2 separate regions of the Mus musculus genome follow, and region 1 is linked to region 2. Evidence: chromatin contacts called from public Hi-C data. All regions are on one chromosome and are shown on one strand. Each heading gives the region's core, a stretch centred on a gene start, on an enhancer-like site or on the middle of the called end of the contact. The rest is flanking DNA. Distances are from core to core; before and after follow the strand shown.

What was found. A called contact is a pair of places that touch in the nucleus more often than the background predicts.
Region 1: a Hi-C map of cerebellar granule neurons shows a contact between it and region 2, with 5 times the contacts expected there. The contact joins two enhancer-like sites. A contact is called at or near these places in 10 of 39 promoter capture datasets (the 3T3-L1 cell line, 3T3-L1-derived adipocytes, the HPC-7 cell line and 5 more), 39 of 484 Hi-C or Micro-C datasets (the AtT-20 cell line, DN3 thymocytes, the HPC-7 cell line and 25 more) and 7 of 115 datasets of contacts at active chromatin or transcription factors (SST interneurons, VIP interneurons, astrocytes and 4 more).

What each region holds. Positions count from the first base shown.
Region 1 is chr1:124,033,928-124,040,297 of GRCm38.p6, forward strand. All of the region lies in intron 1 of Dpp10 (dipeptidylpeptidase 10), which reads right to left. Among named protein-coding and RNA genes, the nearest start is that of Dpp10, 8.4 kb to the right of the region's middle. Within about 2 kb of position 1,879, at least 4 of the 459 cell types and tissues checked have an H3K27ac peak or open chromatin away from gene starts, as enhancers often do. A contact at or near this core is called in cerebellar granule neurons, where this site is marked.
Region 2 is chr1:121,602,262-121,608,775 of GRCm38.p6, forward strand. No RefSeq gene overlaps it. Among named protein-coding and RNA genes, the nearest start is that of Ddx18, 38 kb to the left of the region's middle. Within about 2 kb of position 3,065, at least 17 of the 459 cell types and tissues checked have an H3K27ac peak or open chromatin away from gene starts, as enhancers often do. A contact at or near this core is called in cerebellar granule neurons, where this site is marked.

The DNA.
Region 1 (6,370 bases), core at 629-3,128, 2.4 Mb after region 2:
TTTAGGTAGTTGTTGTTTGTTTTTGTTTCCTTTTTTATAACAAACTTTGTGTGGATGTATGTATGTGTTTATGATGCACACACAGACAGACAGACAGACAGACAGACAGACAGACAGACAGATAGATAGATAGATAGGTAGATAGATGTGGGAAGCCATGCACAATCGCCATTACAAGATGGCGCTGGCTTCCACAGTGCCTAACTAGTAAACAAGCAATGTGCGCAGGTGCTGGAGTAAATTCGTGTCAAGTCACTGCCCATCCTGGGGTATAGGAGTGGGGTGATGAGTGAGCAGCTAATCAGGAGCTGACATGTCACACAGAGGGGTGTTTAAGCAGCTCCATTTTCCGGGTTCGGGGTCTTCCTGAGAAGTAAGCAATAAAGCTTTGCCATAGAAGGATCTGGTTGTCCAAGTGTGTTTAGCAGGTGAAACGTTACAAGGATATATATATATATATATATAAGATTGGAGGTCTCATGTCAACTGTGACTGTCATCCCTAACCCTTAATTTTTGGAGACATGGTATCTCAGTGGCCTGGAACATGCCAAGTAGGCTTGGGGCATCAGCCTGAGGGCCACGGGGATCCACTTGTCCTTCTCTCCCTGATGTTGGGATTAAAAGTGAATGTTACTGAATGTTACTTTTTCTAATATATGGGTTGTATTAGAAATTGAACTCGGGTCCTCATGTTTGTGAGGCAAAGACTTTACCAACTAAACCATGACCTGACATAGGTAAATAACTTCTTTCTTCACATCCAAACTCAAGCTGAGTTTTCCTTATTTCTGCTACTTGACAAACAAGATGGTCCATCACCCCAAGCTTCCACCAATCACTACAAAGCTGATATTGTCCCTTGCAAGTAGAATCCATACATAAAATTTGATCATATAATATGCAATATCCTGAAAATAAATACTATTAATACAAACATTGTAACTCTGCAGGAATCCACCCACTTTAGCTCTCTCTGACATTTTTCTTTATTGAAATCATCACAGACAAACAGAAACAACTTCTATAAGTCTGATAATAGAAGGTTACTCTTCTACCAACTTCTCTCCTAGGAAAGACTGATTCTGGTTTTCAGCACATCAAATCCATCAGTGCTGTGATTAGGTAGGTTTTATTGTCTGTGTGTCATCACAATTGTCAACTGGGTGACAATTGCATGATTAGTTTCATGAGGCTTTTAAAGATGATGCAGTGTGTTTCCAGCACCCTTATAACCACGTGTAACCTAACTAAAAGGGATCTGATACACTCGTTTGGCCCCACTGAGCACTTGCACCCACAAGTATGTATGCATACACAGACAAATGCATATACAAGTGAGTAAAAAAATATTTTTAAAAAGGTATATATTATGTAAAGGGGGAAATTACACAAATCACATTTCCTTCTTCAAAATCTTGGAGACAGAAATAGGAACTCATAATTTCAATTAATAGTAATGAGTATCTGTAGATTTCATATTGGCCCCTTGTTTCCTCCAAGGCCCAGGTCATTTAGTATTCCCTGCCTTAAACACACCCACACGAATGGCTATTTCTCTTTAAAAATTGGCTTCAGGAAAGTCAGCAGATGGCAGTGCACTGTTATGGTTTCTATTTAATTTCGTATCTCTTCTATAACCTCTCTGGGTGTTTTGACCTCTCTAAAATACCTGTTCCTGCTTTCAGAGTGGCTCATTTTGAAGTTTATATAACAATTATGGGCTTGTTAGTTTTACAACTCCAAATCAGCAATTTTCTATCATGATGCATTTATCCTGGTTTTCTTTAACTAAAGACTGGCCTATGTGACCCATAAGCAACTCGAAAGTGACATTTCCAAGCCCAGGCAGCTAATCCTAGATTGTATTTACCTATTTCCAAATATTTGCACCATCTGTGATTCCATATTGGTTTTTTTGGCTTCACTGTTACAGCTCAAGGACTGCAGCCTGGGAAAGGAATGAAGCACCATCTCGAATACAGAATGTATTATAAGCACAAGATGGAATTTATCCCTGAGATGAGGAAAGGAAATAACAAACTCAGGAGGCCTGATGCATATGCAGTTTGCCACCTTCAACGCCCAAACTCCCTTGACTTCTTGGCACTGATAAGGAATATATAAACAAATGCTATGTATTTCCTTAACCAATTCCCAAAGCATGTTTGCTCTGGAGCACAGCTGACTCCACATAATCTTCATATCAACAAAATAGGAGCTCAGTATTAAAGGTGACCTTCAGTTTCTGATTTAGTCAAAGCAATGGGGAAAGGCTCTTTAAAGTCCCGCCCCCATGTTTGGTGACCTTGCATTCAGCATAATTTAATTTTCCATAACACTACAGAGATTCAGTCAAGTAAAAGTACACATTAAGAATCAAATGATAAATGCTGCATCTGTCAGTCTGTCATAGGTGAAAAGCCCCTCCCTATGTCCAGCCTCCCAACTACAGTAAGAGAAAAATATCCTTTGACTTCCAGGTACAATATTAAATTCAGGAAGAGACCACATAAATGAGCTCAATCTAGACAGTCAAGGTTCTGGGGTTCAATGTGATCTTAAATGAATAGCGATCCCTAGTTCTTTCCACCAACAGGAATTCTGCGTGACTCAAGAGTTCTTTATATAGATTGTTTTATTCAGCACATAAACATTTCTCATCCCTGGTATTGGAACTTGGTTCCCTGACAACTCTGTTTAGAAATAAAATAATCATACTTCTTGCAATAAAATTATACCTACTAAGAAATCCATCCACTCAGAGTTTTGTGCATACATCAATGCAAGTCTATTTCTATGCATGTTTGCACATGTGTGTTTCTGTATGTGTATGCTTGGTGTGTATGTGTGTGTGTGTGTGTGTGTGTGTGTGTGTGTGTGTGTGTGAACATCTGTCCATGTTTGTGTCACACAAAATGCTTATAAAAATTCTAAAAACATACTGGTATTCCGTTTTTCTAAGAGTTGCAATTTTAAAGCCAAGTGGTTAACATCTTCATAGGTAATGTGCTTGCCATGCAAGCTTAAGCCTCTGGGTTCAGACCATGTTCAAACCATGTTAAAACACCAGATGTGGTAGTACAATTATAATCCCTCTGCTCCTAAGTGAGATGAAAGGCAGAGATGGAAGCCTAAAATCAGTGTGCCAGCTAGCCTGCCATATGCAGTATGAAAAATATGCTTATGTCCCAAACATACTAGGAGGCATAAACCAACATTTAGAATACTCCTATAAGCTCCTCATCCACACTAGGGACTGTGTGTATCTTCACACACACACACACACACACACAGAGAGAGAGAGAGACAGACAGACAGACAGACAGACAGAGAGACAGAGACACAGAGACAGAGACAGAGAGACAGAGAGAGACAGAGAGACAGAGAGAGACAGAGAGACAGACAGAGACAGAGACAGAGAGACAGAGAGAGACAGAGAGACAGACAGAGACAGAGAGACAGACAGAGACAGAGACAGAGAGACAGACAGAGACAGAGAGACAGACAGAGACAGAGAGAGACAGAGAGACAGGCAGAGACAGAGACACAGAGAGAAAGAGAGACAGTGAGAGAGACAGAGAGAGGGACAGAGAGAGAATAGAGAATAGAGAAATAAGCATCTCAGGAGATCTTAAAGGTCTAGAAGCCTGGAAATACAAAGGCAGCTATATTCATTTTTCTTCCTTGGTTTTTCACAAGCCATGTGAGTGATCTTTTCAGCTTTCTCCACACCTTCTTCCTGTTGTGTGCCTATAATTTTTGACGAACTGTGGGTGCCACCATAAGTAGTAGGCAGCTTGAACCTGAATTCTGTTTAACTCTGCCCTTAACATTCACCTTGCATTTTCATTTCCCTGCCTCCAAATAACCAAATCTGCAAAATCCTTTAGTGTTTTCCTCTTCTGTTTGCACAAACATGTTCTGTTCTTATCAGTGAAGTATGCATATTATCTGAACACTAGTTCAAAATTATTAACATTTTTACCATTTTAGATAAACAATGTCATGGTAAACAGAGGCTCACTTTATCATGTAGAAGACATAACAATGAATATGTTGAATGATAATTTCTGAGCAGTATAACTCAAGATAAAAACCTTTTATCAGTCTTACATAAATGTAAAATGATTGGAGTGGCAGTTGATGTTTGATTTCATATTGCTTATAAAAACATAAACGTTTCTGAGGATCTAGGACAGCTCACCCAGAGATATGAATAAGACAAATCTCCATCTTAACTACCTTTTCATTTCCACAAATGCTATTACTTATCTCTGTCTATACCTAGCAATGATAATCACCATGGAGGTGAATGTAGTTCATGAGAAGATAACTGCCATGGAGAGAGAAGGAGGATTCTAATGCTTTAGAGATTTTTTATTTTTTGCATGGAAAAATAAGTGCATCTGGGTCTGAGTCAATATGAGGACTCCAATGGAGGAGTTAGGACAAGGACTAGAAGAGCTGGTGGGGTTTGTAACCCCACAGGAAGAAAAACAATATCAACCAATCAGATCACCTCAGAGTTTCAAAGGACTAAACCACCAACATACAAAGAGTATTCACAGCTCCATCTGCAAATGTAGCAGAAGATTACCTTATCTGGCATTAGTGGGAGGGGAGGCCCTTGATCCTGTGAAGGCTCAATGCCCCAGCATAGGGAAATACTAGGGCAGTGAGGAGAGAGTAGGAGTAAGTGGGTGGAGGATCACCCTCATCAAATCAGGGGGCATGTCCTGTGAAGACATGAGTTTCATGGCTATGTCTCTAGGACATAGATCTGTAAATCACATCATTTTTTTTTCAAGCACTCTCGTCATACTAATTATATGACTAAGTGAATTGCATTGGAAACTATATGCAATGCATTTGATACCTAATTAAAATGTTAGAAAACTAGCCTATATTTATTTTTAGCCTGGTCCATTAGAAAATGGGATGATCGAACAGTTTTGAAGGATTGCATTCTGAGATGCAAGAAAATGCTTTAAAACCTGAATGTCTTGAAGTGCAAAGATTGTCACATGATACTTACATTCACAGACAAACCACGAAATCATGCAAATTTTCAGAGTCTATAAACTTTAAAGAATCTGTTAGAGGTACCATATGATTTTTTATTATTTAAATTTTGGTTAGGCTCAAACTCCCAGACCTCACATGTAATGAGAGGTCTGAATATGAGACAGGTATTCCTTAAAAGGCATTCTTCTTTCTCATATTATCTCATTTAATCCTTATAAAAACATGTAAAGTTCTTACAGTCTCCATCACTCACAGAAACAATGAAGATATAAAATCATCATGTCTGCCAGAGATTCATTTGTGCCACTACAATAAAATACACTGGAGAAAAGCAAGTAAGCAAAAGGGGTTTATTTTGCCTTATAATTATAGGCTACAACCCATAACTGTGGGAAATACAAGGTGAAAGGAATTTGAAATAGCTATTGAAGTCACATTCACAGGTAAGAACAGAGAAATGAATTAATACATACCACCTACTCATTGGTCTTTGTTTGATACATATCAGAGCTTAAGATCAAAGGCTGGTGCTGCCCACTTCTAGGCAAAGTCAGTGAGGGCAATCAAGACAATCCCAGTAGATACACCTTCAGGCCAACCCTCACTGAGACTTATTTTCCAGGTGATTCCATCTCGTGTCAAATTGAAAATTAAAACTAGGTCATTAGGACTTCTAGCAAATACCCATAATCAAATGTTAGTAAATATTTATTACTGGTAGTACGAAAGCTCTCAATCATATTCATGAAAATTGTCTATGTGTAGCAGGATACATGCTAAATAAAAGAAATATGGCTTTGCATACTAAGGATTATAACATTTTACAGTCATAATAATTCAAGATACTGAAACTTAGAAATGGCTTTTTTTCATCAGTTTGGGAGATAATTAGCTTAAACATTTTATTTTTGGTGTAATATGCATAAGATAATGTAGCATTAATATTTCATAACACAATTTCCTTTAATGTGTTTTTATATAATTTAATTTTTAAATGTGTCGTTTGTTCATCCCTTGAAATACATAGATAGATATAAAAGCCAATAATTCTCAGCAAGGGATTTCTGTGGTCTGTTCTTAATTCAGTAGATAAAATGACTTACATATAAAATATTTATATTGTATATTTATTAGTTTAGTGTTTTATGTTTAAGTGAGTAAAGTAAGAAATTAAGAGATGAGTTGGGTAGTGCTGGCACATGCCTTTAATCCCAGCACTTGGGAGTCAGAGTTCAAGGACAGCCTGGTCTACAGAGTGAGTTTCAGGTCAGCCAGGGCTAAACAGAGAAACTCTGGAAAGAAAGAAAGTGATAAAGAAAGAGAGAAAGAAAGAAAGAAAGAAA
Region 2 (6,514 bases), core at 1,815-4,314:
GTAACTCTAATACACGCAGCCATGTCTGTTGTTACCTGGGTGTTGGGGATCTGAACTCAGGTCGTCTTACCCATATGGCAGGTGTGCACTGTGTTATCTCCATAGTCCTTGAGAAGTTTCCTATGATCTCCTCCCTCTTGCAGTGTCATCATTATGTTGCATGTAGTTTTAAAAAATCATGCTACCACCTTAGCCTGGGAGCATGGGTGGGGACTGATCGCGATCGATCCTGGAGCGGAGCTGGGTGGGACAAAAGGGAGCCAGAAGGGGCCAGAGCATGGTAGCTCCCGGGCAAAGGCGATAGAGTATGTTTTAAAAAACTACACGCAACATCATTAAGTTCTTTCACTTGGGTACACCTTAATTTGGTCCTACTCCACTGTATGCACTCTGAGGACATGGTGCCCATGCTTTTTCCTTCCCTGTTTAACATGGTATTTGTTGATGTGCACATATAGCCATTGGGAAAATGTCCTGATGCCTCTATTTCAGATATAGCCAGAGGATTCTGACTGAGGTTTCAGAGTTGTATTGTCACAAAGGAGCACTTTAACCATTGGGAAATACAAATGCCAGTAAGCAGCTGTAGTTTCCTTGGTTACTTCATAGCTGACTCCCAGAATACCGAGTCAGGATGAACCTAAGTACAAGACGGGTGAATTTGCCTGATCTTCTCCTCCCTCCAGCTTATGCTTGCTTGCTTGCTTAGTGCTGCTTTTAACAGGTCCTTGATTAATGTCTAAAGGGAGGAGGGGATAAAACGTAGAAAGAATACTATGTGAAGTGGTGCATGCCTGTGATTCTGTCCCAGTATTCCAGAGGCTGAGCAGGGTTACAAACTAAACCAACAAACCATCCAAACAACCAAATAACAACTGTGCCTTAGGTAAGTATGTGCCCTGGAAACCCACAGACCTGTATCTGGATCCCAGTTCTGATTACCAGCTCTAAGACCACAAACAGGATACTTTCTGTGTGACACTGTCCCTAAGGAGATAAGAATAAATGTGTATTCACCCCAGGGAACCAATGACAGGCCAAAATATGGATACCACAAAAGTCTAACTTGGCGAACAGGGTGTGTGTGTATGAGAGAGGTTACTTACAGGAGCAGAAATGACTCAAAGACAACAAGCACCACCAAACCCAGCCGAGCATGGGTGACAGCTCTGAAAAGCTGGCAATAGGGAGTTTAACAGCAGCTTAACAGGTTGAAAAGTATGTTTTCTGGGCAGCTCAGTTGTTCTGAGTGTCTTCCAGGCAACTCAGATGGTCTCTGTCTCTTCTAGGTAGCTAAGCTAGTCTGAGAGTGTATCTAAGCAGTCCTTAATGCTGATATATACTTAGAAATGGAGGTACCTAGTGAATCTTCTCAGTTTCAGGGACTTCCTGAAACTGGTGAGTTATTTACTTCCTTAGCTTAAGGAGCTTCCCTGTAGGATGGAATGTTTAAACTCCCATTAGAACACCACACTTCTTAATGAACTTTCCTACAAGAGGGAATGTTTTATCTTGGAAAAAATTGTCACACAATACTGTTCAACCCTCTTAGGCTTAGCTTTGTCAGTCTAAAAGAGTGGGGACTATTCAGATTATTATTATTGTTGTTGTTGTAAGAAGAAAGTGAAAAAAATGAGGTATCAGGTCCTTGACATATGATCAATTAAATGATCATCTTTGTTATAAACATCTGTAAAGACAGCAGAATAAACCTCAAAATTTATGTGCTGATTCCCTGGTCCTAGTGTATTAGTCAGGGTTCTCTAAAGGAACAGAATTTATAGGCTGAATCTCCCTTTCTCTATAAAGAGAATTTATTAGAATAGATTACAGGTTGTGGTTTGGTTAGTCCAACAATGGCTATCTATTAACAGAAGGTTCAAGAATCCAGATGTTCTTCAGTCTGAGAGGCTGGATGTCTTTGTTGCTCTTCAGTATACACTAGAGTCCTGAAGAACTAGGCTCTAATACCAGTAAGGAATGGACTTGCAAGGGGGAGCAAACAATCAAAGAGCGAGAGAGCAAGCTTCCTTCTTCCACATAGAATGCTAGCACAATGTATGGTCCAGATTAAAAGTTGATCTTTCTACTTCAAAAACCTGGATTAAAGGTGGATCTTCCTACATCGGATTATAACTGTGCCTTCCCACTTCAAATGATTTAATTAAGAAAAAAAATCCCTCACAGCTCTGTCCAGCCATGTGGTTCTTAGCTAATTCCAGATGTGGTCAAATTCACAATGAAGAATAACCATCCTACATAGCGATTATATTTGGAAATAAGGTCTTCAAAGAAGCACAGCATTTCTAGTATCTTCTGTGAATATGACTCCAGGAACCTCATGGGCACCAAAATCTTTGGATGTTTAAATCCCCTTTATAAATGGTGTAGAGTATGCATGTAACCTGTACACTCCCATATGCATAACTCTAGAGATAACAAATAATCTCTACATTACTTATAATACCAAGTATGATGTAAGTGTCATGCAGATTTTTGTTAAACTGTTAGTCAGGGAATAATTACAAGGAAAAACATCTGCATGAGTTGTAATCTTTTTCTGAAAAAATGTCTTCTATGTATTTGTGTGGGGGAAGGGAAGGAAGTGGGGAAGGGGAGGCACAGAACAGCACAAGTTGGAGGCCAGAGGACAAGAGACTGGGAAGGCTTCATGGAGTTATCCTGGGGTAAGAAGGAAAACAGTTTCATTATGTTCTCCTAAAAGAAGTTAGGAGGTTACTGTTTTTGAAACATTGAACTTTAATTTCATCTTTTAGAAGAGCAAATCCCTTCCCATAACATGACAGGAGCCAACTTTTGCCTAACAAAACACAGCCAGTTTAATGGCTTAAAATAGCAGTGATTATTTGTCCAGGGAGCTGGTGTCTGTTTAGCTTGGATAGCATGTCTCTTCTTGACCCATTTATCAGCCAGGTGGACCGTATTAACAGATGGAGGAATGGCTTGTAGGAAGATAGACCCACATGCCTGGCAGTCCCCGGAGCCCTCCTCCTGGGAGCCTCCTCAGGCTTCTTAGGGTTTTCCCCTGGTATGACAGCTGGCTTCCAAGAGTGGGAGCTCAAGAGCCAGCAAAGCAATGGGAGCTGCTGGTAACGGAGGCCTAGACTTGGAAGTGAGTGCTGCAATCGGAGTGCTGTAAGTGAAGCTGCAGGGCAAAGGTCTCAGCTCTGGAAGTCCAAAAGAAGGAGGCAGGCCGATGAGTTTCAATTCACCAGTTAGAGACAAGCGATGTGAAAATAAGAAAAGATTTGTTTAGTGTCTCCTGGGGGGAGGACTAGTGACCCCATGCTTCCCTTACAGGAGCACTGGGTTTAAGTAGAGACAATGCTGCGGTGGGTTAAACAGCCTTCTCAAGGTAGCATCTGCTTGGTCATTAGCTCAGGTCTGGCTCTTCCAGGGGGATTGAAGAAACTGGGATTACCATGATCACTTGAGGGGAGCAATCTGGTTCCCACGAGACCTTACTTTCTAGTCCAGGGTGCGACCTTACCTTGATAGATTGATTATTGCATTCATTTTGTGAATGGTCTTGACTGTAAGGCTCTTTATAGTTTGGAGGCAGCTTTAGTCCCTTGTCACTAAGGTCCTTATAGGTCATTTCTGTTGTTCTTGGAATCCAAGGTGACTTCAGGATAGAATGGCTCAAGAGGAAACACGAAAGAGGCAAAGGTGGAACTAGAGAGGGCAGTGTAGCTAGTACCTGGCTTCCAAGGTAAGACCCAGAACCCTGTCTTCTGATGCCAGGCATGCCGGTTAATGTGGGGAGCGTGCTTTTTTTCCCCCTTTCTCTTTCTGTGTACCAAATTTTGTTTGTGAACATAGTGCACATGGGCCATGGTGTGTGTGGAGGTCAGAGGACAACCTCGGGTGTCAGTCCTTGCCTTCTCCCTTGTTTGAGACTGAGTCTCTCTTGTACTTTTTGCTGTATTCAAAAAGAAGGTGGATGCTTCCTGTGGAATGGCTCTTGAGGATATCCTGTGTCAGATACATACAAACACACTCACCTATACATATTAGGGTGATTGACAACTTGACAGCTATATACCATTAGCTTCTGAGATTCTCCCATCTTTGTCTTCCATCTCCCTGTAGGAGTACTGAGATTACAGGTGCTTCCACTACTGTGTCTTGGCTTTTGCGATGGTTCTAGGGAATCAAAACAGGTCCGCAGGCTTGCACAGCAAGTGCTTGTACCCATGGGGCCATCTCTCCAGCATAGGTCTTTTCCACCTAGAAGAGCAGATAGGATAAACTGCCTATATTTAGAGACATTTTGGAATTAAAAGTAACATACTAGGCTGGGGAGGTAGTTTAGTTCATAGAGCGTTGCCTTGCAAGCACAAAGACCTGAGTTCAACCCTCAGCACATTCATGCAAATGAGCTGGGAATGGTGGCACATGCTTGTAATTTTAGCTCTGGGGACAGACCAAGCAGATCCTAGGGGCTCACTGAGAACTATCCTAGGCTAGTTGGCAAGTTCTAAGCCAATGAGAGACCCTGTCTCAAAAAGAAGGTGGATGCTTCCTGTGGAATGGCTCTTGAGGATATCCTGTGTCAGATACATACAAACACACTCACCTATACATATTAGGGTGATTGACAACTTGACAGGATCTAGAATCATCAAAGAGATGAACTTCCAGGTACTCCTGTGAGGGATATTGTCCATTAGGTTAGCCTCTGGGCATGCTTGTAAGGGACTCTTGATTAGGCTACTAGAAGTGGGAAGACTCACTGGAATTCTGAGCAGTTCCAGTCCATGATCTGAATAATAAGGAGAAAGTGAGCTGAGCACTAATATTTAGCTACATCTGCTTCCTGATTATGCAGTGTGACCAGATACCTCCTGCCCCTCCTGCCCTGCCATCCGTCCTCATGACAAACTGTACCCCAAATGGTGATCCCAAATAAACCTTTCTTTATGCTGCTTTTGTTGGGTATTTCCTAACAGTAAAGAGAGTCTGGTTTTGTTAGGGAATGGTAGGCTAGGCCTAGTGAATTGCATTTGAAGAATTGCTGGATGAGGTGATGGTAAGGTAGGAAAGGAGGCTCCCCCTGTTACTTGGCCCTGACAGAAGGGAATATAGTACAGAAACAGAGCAGACTCAGGAACTCTCTAGGAGAAAATGCTTCCCCCCTTACGTTAGTGGACCCAATGTTGTATGCACACACACACACACACAAACACACACACACACACACACACACACACACACACACACACACGAAGGCTGCCACATTTTTCTAATCTAATTAATCTTTCCTCATTGTGTGAAGCACAGAAAGTGTCTGACATCACAAACCTCAGAGTAATGTTCGGTGTTCGTAGGGTATAATCATTAGTCAGAAATGTGCAAAGACACAATGTCTCATTAATAATCTCGAAATCATTGAGTCCCCCAGACAGTGGTCCCCCTCTTTACTTACACAATGACCAATAATCACTAAAAGGAGGGTCATTCATGATGTGTGACCTACATCTCTGATGATAGAAATCGGCTCAAAGAACTGAACAATCTTATTCAGAGGACTGGAGAGATGGCTCCGTGGGTAAAGTGCTTGCATCAGAATCATGAGGACCCTTCAGATTCTCGGAACCCACATACAGCCACGTGGAGTAGTGTGTACCTCTACTAAGTATTCCCAGGGATCCTGGGGAGAGGAGACTCCTCAGAAGCTCGTAGGCCTGGTATGCACAGTGGTGGTAAATAGCAAGCAGATGGGACCAACACCGGACCTTGCCCTTTGACCTCTATATGCTCACTGTGGCACATGGGCCTGCATTTATGGGAGCATGCACACATTAAGGTAAAGCTTATCTGCAGAAAGGCTTTAGGCAGGAACCATGCACGCATGATCTTCACAGTGTTCATACAAGGCAAACAGATGCTCCTCAGAGATAAGAATCAGGTTATAACAGCCGAGGGGGAGGAGAGGTGAGAGGAAGTGACCCCATTTGCTTTCAGAGGTCAGCTGACCCAGTTAAAGGATCCCGTCTCGGCTTTTCTTTGAAAGGCCACGTGTGATCTCGTGAGAAGAGGGAGATATTTTGATTTGGATTGAGGTCAGGATGGAAAGTGCTGCCTGTGTTCTCAGGACCTGGGTTTTCATTTTGATGCTGTTTGTGAGAGTTTAATATGAGATACTTTAATTCCAGCAGCACTGCTTCAGAAACACAGACTACAAGGACTGAACTGTATCCATCAGCATTTTGTCCCCACTTCCAATGTTCAGCCTGGACAGTGTAAAATGTTAGCCTCTTAAAAGGTTGACGAACTATACTTACTTATAGCAACGATACAGTACCGACTTTCCTGTTTATTTCCCACCCTAACGGCTTCTTCTTCTGTTGTTGTTTTGGGTATTGAAACTTTACTACCTGTAATAGGTGACGATCAAATGGACTGGCTAAGCAAAGTGGTTTTCAGGTTGTGGAGTGTTGTTATGAGTGTTACATGCAGTTGGGCTTGTCTGGATCTGACTTGGTAGTAC